3 separate regions of the Mus musculus genome follow, and all the other regions are linked to region 1. Evidence: chromatin contacts called from public promoter capture Hi-C data. All regions are on one chromosome and are shown on one strand. Each heading gives the region's core, a stretch centred on a gene start, on an enhancer-like site or on the middle of the called end of the contact. The rest is flanking DNA. Distances are from core to core; before and after follow the strand shown.

What was found. Promoter capture Hi-C pulls out the DNA fragments that hold promoters and counts their contacts.
Region 2: a contact with region 1 is called in a promoter capture Hi-C map of pre-B cells. The contact joins the promoter of 6530409C15Rik here to the promoter of Wasl in region 1. A contact is called at or near these places in 2 of 39 promoter capture datasets (cranial neural crest and pre-B cells).
Region 3: a contact with region 1 is called in a promoter capture Hi-C map of pre-B cells. The contact joins the promoter of Snd1 here to the promoter of Wasl in region 1. A contact is called at or near these places in 1 of 39 promoter capture datasets (pre-B cells) and 1 of 484 Hi-C or Micro-C datasets (Sertoli cells).

What each region holds. Positions count from the first base shown.
Region 1 is chr6:24,663,719-24,666,418 of GRCm38.p6, reverse strand. It overlaps Wasl (WASP like actin nucleation promoting factor), which reads left to right and starts at 1,424. Exons shown (of 11, transcript NM_028459.2): 1 at 1,424-1,883. The coding sequence starts at 1,776.
Region 2 is chr6:28,214,241-28,216,940 of GRCm38.p6, reverse strand. 6530409C15Rik (RIKEN cDNA 6530409C15 gene) reads right to left here and starts at 1,442. Exons shown (of 4, transcript NR_165173.1): 1 at 1,175-1,442. It also overlaps a transcript of Zfp800 not described here.
Region 3 is chr6:28,479,046-28,481,745 of GRCm38.p6, reverse strand. It overlaps Snd1 (staphylococcal nuclease and tudor domain containing 1), which reads right to left and starts at 1,398. Exons shown (of 24, transcript NM_019776.2): 1 at 1,104-1,398. The coding sequence starts at 1,181.

The DNA of each region.
Region 1 (2,700 bases), core at 175-2,674:
TTCTCAAGAACTTGTGATGATCTTGGCTGTCACCATGCTTTCAGTTGATAAGAGGTGCATTTTTAACAAATCATAAACTGACTCATCTTCCAGGTTTCTTAGCCCCACGGTTCAAACATTTCTTGTACTTCAAATGGTGCCTTTCACAAACCTACTATTTTAAAAAGTTTTGCCACTTTTAAAGATTATCTTTTCCGTTAACATTAACATAATTTGAGATATCCATATACTATGTGAGAACTCCTAAGAGTATATTCGCACATCCTCTGTTGTAGGCTTGCTCTTCATCACCCAATTTCATTATGTGCATTATAGGCAGCTTTACAGCTTTGTTTTCAGTTCGTCGGTAATAGTTTATCAATGTATTGAGAGCTATCAGAAATTTACCAGAGTTTGTCATAAAAGTTGAATATGCAACTGTTTAATTAGAACTAGGTAATTAGCAAACATCGTTAGTACAACTTATGTGATACGTTGTATGATTAATGTTAATAGTAGGATGTACATTTTATAGAATTCGCTGTAATCTGGTTTATCATCTCTATATTCCAATTTTTTTAAATTAAAGCTTTTTAGTTTTCAACCAATGATTTTATACTAACCTTTAATATTATGAAACACAGTAATGAATTCTCATTATTTACTTCTGCTGGGAATATTGCTCAGCTGGCTGAGTATGCACCAGGCCCTAGGTCCCTGCACCTAGAATACAGAGCCATGAAATTAACTCGTAAGGAAAAAAGAGGTAAGGTGTATTCCTACACGACATTCCCAAACGCGTGCATTCATCCTGAATTAAAGAGACAAGGTGCTTCCAACTTGAGATAGAGAAAGATTGAGAGGGGTAGTTTCCAATTCACAAGGCAAGGAAAAAACTACACACACCTATCCCACGAGATCCGCCAGGCGGGTGGTGGACGCCTTTTGCGATTCTGTTTTTGACATCTCTGAAGATGTCTATCCTGATCTTAGCAATGTCCCTCCACGCCCCGTTGGCGGCCGGGACTAAGATCCAGAAACCCGAGGCACCTGCGGCTCTGACCGAAACTACGCCGGCCGACCTTTCTCTCCAGCTAAACTAGATCTCCCTGACAGGCGGCCTGAGAGTCTCGCTTCGATGCCTAACAAACACTGGCTACGCGGACCCGACGCTCCGCAAAGGTGGGCGCTGCTGCAAGGGGGCGTCCGGCTCGGCAGTCAGTGTAGGAGACCCGCCAGCCCTGCCTCGCTCTGAGTCTGCGCACGCGCGCGGTGGTCATTGGTGGGGGCGACTAGCCTGCAACAAGACCTCAACCGGGATGAGCCTTGCCGCTTCCGGAAGGGGCGGGGCCTGGGTAGGACACGCCCCGGCACGCAGCAACCGAGGGGGTGTCCCGCCTTGCCGAGTTTCCGGCGCTCTCCCCCGCGTCCCGCGTCCCGTGGTCTCGCCCGCCCCCGCTGCCATGTTGGATTGTGCGGCTGCCGCCGCCGCCGCTGCCGCCGCCGCCGCCAGAGGACTGGAGGAGTAGGGAGTTTAGCGCAGCCGCCGGAGTGCTAGGACAACGACCATCCAGCCGGAGCTGAGCAGGGCGGGAGCCCGGAGCTTCCCTGTCGGCGCGCGGCCCGAGGGCGCCCGCCGTCATCTCCTTCCCTCGGCCTCCGCGCGCCGGAGGAGCGACGACGGGATGCTGCGGCTGTGACCGCCGGCTCGCGCCCCTGTCACCCAGAGTGGGACCCGAGTGCTCGCCCGCCGCCAGAAGTGACGACCCTGGACGCTCCACCCCACCGGCGACACCATGAGCTCGGGCCAGCAGCCCCCGCGGAGGGTCACCAACGTGGGCTCCCTGCTGCTCACCCCGCAAGAGAACGAGTCTCTCTTCTCCTTCCTCGGCAAGAAATGTGTGGTCAGTAGCCGAGACCCCCCTGTCGCCACCCCCCAACGTCTACTGGCGGGTTCGGGCTGGGGGGGAACGGGACTCAAGGGTAGGAGGGAGAAGGGGGGCAGGCTCGGCACGGCTGGGGTGCTGCTGCGGGCCAGGCCTCCAGCCTCCCGGGCCCTGGGGCTCCCCTCACCCAGCTCTCCGGGTGCAGGCCTGCCCGGCCCGGAGCCACCTCCCCCAGCTGCTGGAGAACAAGGGAGTGTCACCTCCATAGGCCTGCCCAGTAGCCCAGGTCCGCCGGGCCGGGCCGGGTCCGTGCCCTTGCTGCAGGTTCAAACTTTACTCTAGACCACAAGGGGATTTTGTTCGTGCATCAGCAGCTTAAGATCTCAGGACAGGATCCCAGCATTGGCCCTTGCTTCACTTCCCACTTCTGGATCTGGGTTATCTTCTTTAACAATGCTAGAGGTTTTAGGAATGAATAGATGGGGAAAGAAGCGAATTGGATTTTCGGTCCGCCTTAAGGATTCCGGGAGAGAATAAAGTGCAGTGCAGGTTCATGGACACTTAGGATCAGAGCAAGGGCAGGAAATGCGCCTGCTCCCAATTGCAAAAAACAAAAACAAAAAAACAAAAACGGGGTTTATTTCTCCAGCAGAAACTAGGCCTAGTTTCTGCTCTCCGCCCCACTGTGGGTTTTTCTTTTCCTCCCTGGCGTTGTGGGGTGGGGTGTAGGGTGCTGTTCGCTCCCAAGCCATGCGTAGGGAAGCGACAGTTTCTAATAGCTCACGGCCTTTGGGATCAAAAGTGGTTCTGAGTTTGGTGCTGTGAGGAGGCCCAT
Region 2 (2,700 bases), core at 193-2,692, 3.6 Mb before region 1:
GCTTATCACTGAATAGAATCCATCTGACAACTGAGGTTGCTTTAGTTTAAAATATTTTTGAAGCTTATATTACAATGGATTTTCTATCTGATAACAAAGCCCTGGGCACTTGTCTATGTTATTATCCCATGTGCAGATTCCTGGAATAATTTAGCAAAATTATTCCATTTAGTCATTTGCTCATTTAGTTATAAAATGCATTATAACTAAAAGATCCATATTTAGCTAATAGTTCCTTTATTCTTTCTCAGTTTGAGTGCTTTCAGTAGAAACCATTACAGAAACTGAAACACTGGCGTTCACTAAAATGTCTGCTCCAAAAGCATGGGAGGTTTTTCTGTTTTTTAGTATACCGTGCTCCCAAGTCCATATTAATTATAAGTTGAAATTAACTTTGCAAAAAGACCAGAAAACTTTTATTTTCCTCAAGTAAAAATGAGTTGAATAAGATGAAGTATAATTTTATAAAAGACAGTGCTTTTGATTCACTGTTAAAAGTTTACGGGACAAAATACTCTGAAATATTGTGATTTATACAGCGCTTAGAGTAAAGACAAGCCATGTCGTCGAACCCATTCCTTAAAAGCTCTTTATGCCTACCCCTCTGCTACCCTAGAAAACATTAGCTTTATAAATTCATAAGTGGGACGAAAGTAAAAAGTCATTAACTTTTTATTCTAATAGTAAAATACATTTATTGTGTAAATTTGGAAATTACAAATAAAATGAAAATAAAGACTATCTGAAGTACCGAAAGGTAACAACACACTGTTGTGGTTTTTCTCCATCACGTTTAAATTTGTGTTCTCTGAATACTGAAGTACATACATACCCTCATACCCTGCAAATGCTGGTGAAATGGAATTTTTCCTCGACTGCTTTTTCATATTGTTGGACTGTATTTCACAACATCTTATTAGCAAGTTAGTTTGTGCTATAAGATTATGATACTTTATGTTTGGAGATGAACATTTTCCAATTTTTCTTCCTCTTCTTTCCCCATTTTCTATTATGTTGCAGTGGACACTCTTTGAAATTTTGTAGTTATGCTTTAAGGGAACATTTTTTAAAAGACTTTCTGGGTCAGGGGTTATCAGCTACCTGGGGTTTGATGCCTGCAACCCTGCCTGTTGTGGAGTGCCGCGGGGTGCCGGGCTCCTGGGCGCAGCTTTACCTGAAGGGTGCGGGGTGGGGACGCGGCGCCTCGGCCCCGGGCTGCGCGGTTCCCGCCCGTTGCTAACCGGCGTGTCTTTGTCTTTCTTCCCTGGGGTTCGCTGCGCCCGTGCGGGCCGAAGCCTGGCGAAGCCGTCGCCCCGCAGCGCCGCCATCCTGCGTCCGCCCGCGGGCGCCGTCACCACGCGCCAGGCCGCCTCCAGCTGCCGCGCCAAGCTCCGCGGCGCCGCCAGGGAGCGCCAGCACGCGGCGCGCGCCCTCGGCAGGTCAGCCGCCCCGTGACGCCGCCGCGCGCTCCCGCGGCCGCGCGCACCGCCGTACCTCGGGCGCCCAGGTCGTCTGCATCCACGGCCGCCTCGGCGTCGTCGTCGCTGGTCGGAGCGCCTCAGCTCGCCCCCCGCTGCTGCCGCAGCCTGCTCTGCCACGCGGGACGCCGGGCCACTCCTTGCTCCGTGCGATGCGTTTCTTCAGCCCGCCTGCAAAATCCCCGGCTTCTTTAAAAACCTCACCGCACATGATTCCGTTTCCCTATTTCTTGTAACTACTCTCTGTTCCCTTTCAGATTCTTTCCATTATTAGTTCTTCAAAGCCAGCATCGTTTTCTTCATTAAGCTCTCATCAAGCTCCACCTCCCACTCCCATCTGCCAGAAGATTCTAATGGTCCAAATTCATGATACAACCCAGAGTTGTATCATGCACATCTATAATTGAACTCAAGCGTCAGGCTTTCCCCTTCCTGTAACTTTATCGCCAATAGCCATTGCTCCCTGTGGAATTAGTCCTTGTTTCCAAGGACTCGTCATCCTAAACTCACCATCCTTAGAAACGGGATCCTCTCTAGAATATTGTCGCCGGTGACCACAGGACCGTGCCTTTCCATAGCTGCTCCGGGAAGGCTTGTTGGCTTAGCCCCTCTTTTTTTCCCAGGCCCTCTGTCCCAGGCTATACATGGATGTCTTACTTCTCTTGGGCTATTCCCAGTGACTGGTCACAGTTAAAGTCGTGATGGCCCAATCATGTGACATTCATGGTCCCTCAGTGAGCTATTGGGGACCCTTCAACTCCTGGCCACAGCTTCCTTAGAACTCCCGGCTTCAGTCTGTATCCCCTCTAGCCTTTCCTAGGTATGTCAGACCTGCGTTATGGCTTCTTCAAGATCTCTGCTCTCCTCTTGCTTTCTTTTGTCTTTCTCAGGTGTCCCCTCAACACAACTGCTGCACAGTGACCTTTGTCTTGGTGTCTGCTGCTAGGATCTGAACTGACACATCAGACATTCCAGTCTCTGACCACCACCTTCCTATCCTGAGTTGTTTGCTGACCTCATTTTTCTACTGTTGAGTAGGCCATGTCTTGGCTCTATTTCCTTGACTAGCCCAGATTCTACAGTCTATTATCGTAATCATGCCTCGAAATGCAAATTCTCTCAGCACTCTCAAACCTCAGTTTCTTCGAAATTATTTTTCTAGCAAAAAAATATCCAACCCTGGGTATAGGTAACTTCTGTCTTGCTCTAGCCAGACTGTAAC
Region 3 (2,700 bases), core at 149-2,648, 3.8 Mb before region 1:
GGTCCTCAGGACTGAGCAGCAAGCACCTGTATCCACTGAGCCATCTCCCCGGATCCCCCTGCAGAGTATATTAATCCTGAGAAAGACAACAGGGACAGCAAAAACAAAAAAAGTTTCAAAAACTGGCTCTCTGGGGAAACTGTCTTCCACTCTGGAGAGAAAAGTCGTTGGAGTTACAATATGAAAAGCAATCGAAAAGATCACAGCCATCTTAAACAGAAAAATCTGTTAACAAACGAGAAATGTCAGACCTCAAGATGTGGGAGGAAAAAAAGGAGAAACAATATAAGAAATAGAACAGAACTTATGCTACAAAATTAGTGTGGAAGTGGAGGTGATGGAATTCAAAATTCCGAATAAAGAAAGCAAAGGTAAGTGAGCAGGATCTATAATAAGAACCCTACACAGGGAATCAGAACACCTGGACTCTTATTATTGGCTCCACTCCAAACCGCCATGTGCCCTTAAGGCAAGTTAGTTACTCTCTTTAAAAACAGGCTCCTTGTCCTTAAGAAGTGAAGAAATGCTACTTAGTATAAGATCCCTGCCAGGCTAAATTTTTAATTTAAAAATACACGAAAATCAGGAGCTTCCAGGCCTAGAAACTAGACATTGAGATAAAAGGGGGAAAGAGTTGAGAAAACTTTGGGTGAATAAGTGAGTCAGTGGACAGAGACAAGCTTCGTGACAGCCAAGCACTCCCGGGGTTCCAGGAAAAGATGTCCGGATCTAGAGAAACTGCGAACTAATCGGCATATGTCAAAATGGACAGAAAGAGGGGGATGGGAGTAACTATCCGTGAACTATCTCCGTTAATGAACCGGTAATAGACCTGCTTCTGGTAAACAGGTAGGGGCTCCGAAAGCCGCGACCCACGAAAATCACAGCGAGCGAATCATGGACAGGTTGCCCGGGAGGCAAAAGTCAAGATAAGTTCGTTCTCGGGTTCTGCCTGGTGAAGATTCGGAGAGTAGGTGGAGAGTGAGGAAGGGGCAGAGGAAAAGCAAACTGAGACCATGCAGGCTGACGGGAGAGAAGGAAGTCAATGCCTGGCTCCTGCTCCAAAGCAGCAGAGGGGTCCGGGTCCAGGGTCCCGCTCTCACCATCTTGACGATGCCCCGCTGCACGGTGGGGACCGCGGGTCCCCCGGAGGAGCCGCTGCTCTGCGCGGAGGAGGCCATGTGTGGAGCTGGAAAGGCAGCGAGTGGGGCGGCCGGCCGGACTGGAAGTGTCAGGGTGGGTGTCGGCGCTTGCAGCGACAAGGAGCAGGCAGGCGACAGGCTACCGTCGGTGGGCTGGACAGAAGCGCCAGGCGCACACTAGAACACCAGCGGGACTGGGAGCAAAAGAGGAGACGCGATCTCCGCCGCCGCCACACGTTCTACTCGCCGCGCAAGCGTGCCAGAGCGCCACCGCCCTCTAGCCAATTAGCGTCCAGAACCCGCTGGAACTCAAGCCAATAGGCACTCTCTTTATGAAGCTCCGCCCTTTGGTCCCAAAACGGGTGCGGAGCTCCAGGAAGCGCTGAAAGAGCTGATTTGCGGTGACGGGATGGTTTTGAGGCGGGACTTCCGGGGAAGTCTTGAGAAGGTGGTGTCGGGAGGTGTAGTGGGAAGGAAAGGACACGTCAGCATCTGGCAGTGGTGCGCGGGGAGCCATGGGAGCCCCGAAGGCGGGGCGGGCCTCGCCCTCCAGCGGAGGTTCTGCTCCTGCCCCGCCCCTCAAGCGGCAAAGCGCCCACGTGTACGGAGCTGGACACCGGAACTGGACGACAAGGGCCTGGGGCCGTCCCAAAGGAACCTTACTGCTCTCAGAGTTCTGACGTTTCACCTCCGCAAAGCAGAGGAAACTTTTGAAAGTCGCCGCCATTGGGTAACCTGCTGATGTTAGTCTTGACCCGGAATGTGGCCGCGAATCTCCCGGTGGTCCGGAGTATCACTGGGGTTTAGTGCTTGTGAGTTCCGCTCATGTTTGTTGATGGAAGCAATAAGCATCTCTTAGAGGATGACTCGTCCTGCACACTGAGAATAGCCTCGTTTTTCGGCTCCTTCCCTCCTGCTCCAACTGAGGTTAGGAAAAACCTTGGGATTTGCCATCCCAGGGCTGAGCGGGAGACAGTCCTAACTCACTGCTAATCTCAGCTCGAGGTGGATCAGGAAAGCCATATTCAAGTGGATATTCAGGGAGAATTTATGGTCTTGGAGTGCCCCGTTTTAGAGCACAGGTTCTTGTATGTATTATTTAATAATAAAACCTGGACCTACGCTAAAGACACTACTTCCACTATAGCCTGTTTTAAGAAGTTTGAGTAGTCACGCATGTCTCAAATCAGGGTCAAGTTTTGGGGTCAGCATCTTCCTATAGCTCCAAAGCCAAGTCTGTACCACGAATTCACCCTATTCAAAAGAGAAAACGGATCTTTATAGATAGATACACACACACACACACACATATATAAAACAATTTTGAGGGGTTGCCCAGTACACTGGTAGCTCAGCTCTAAGACCTCATCTTTAGTGAATTTGACCTTTGCAACAGTGTAGCCACTCTCTCCAGGATAGTTGAAGCAGTTGAAACTAATTCCAAACATCTCATTTTCTGATCATAGTTACTGTCCTTTCCCCCCTACTCAGCCAGTTAATTCTCTTTTGCTTGTACTAATTTTCTATTTCTACACAACCATTGATCCTACTAGTCAGT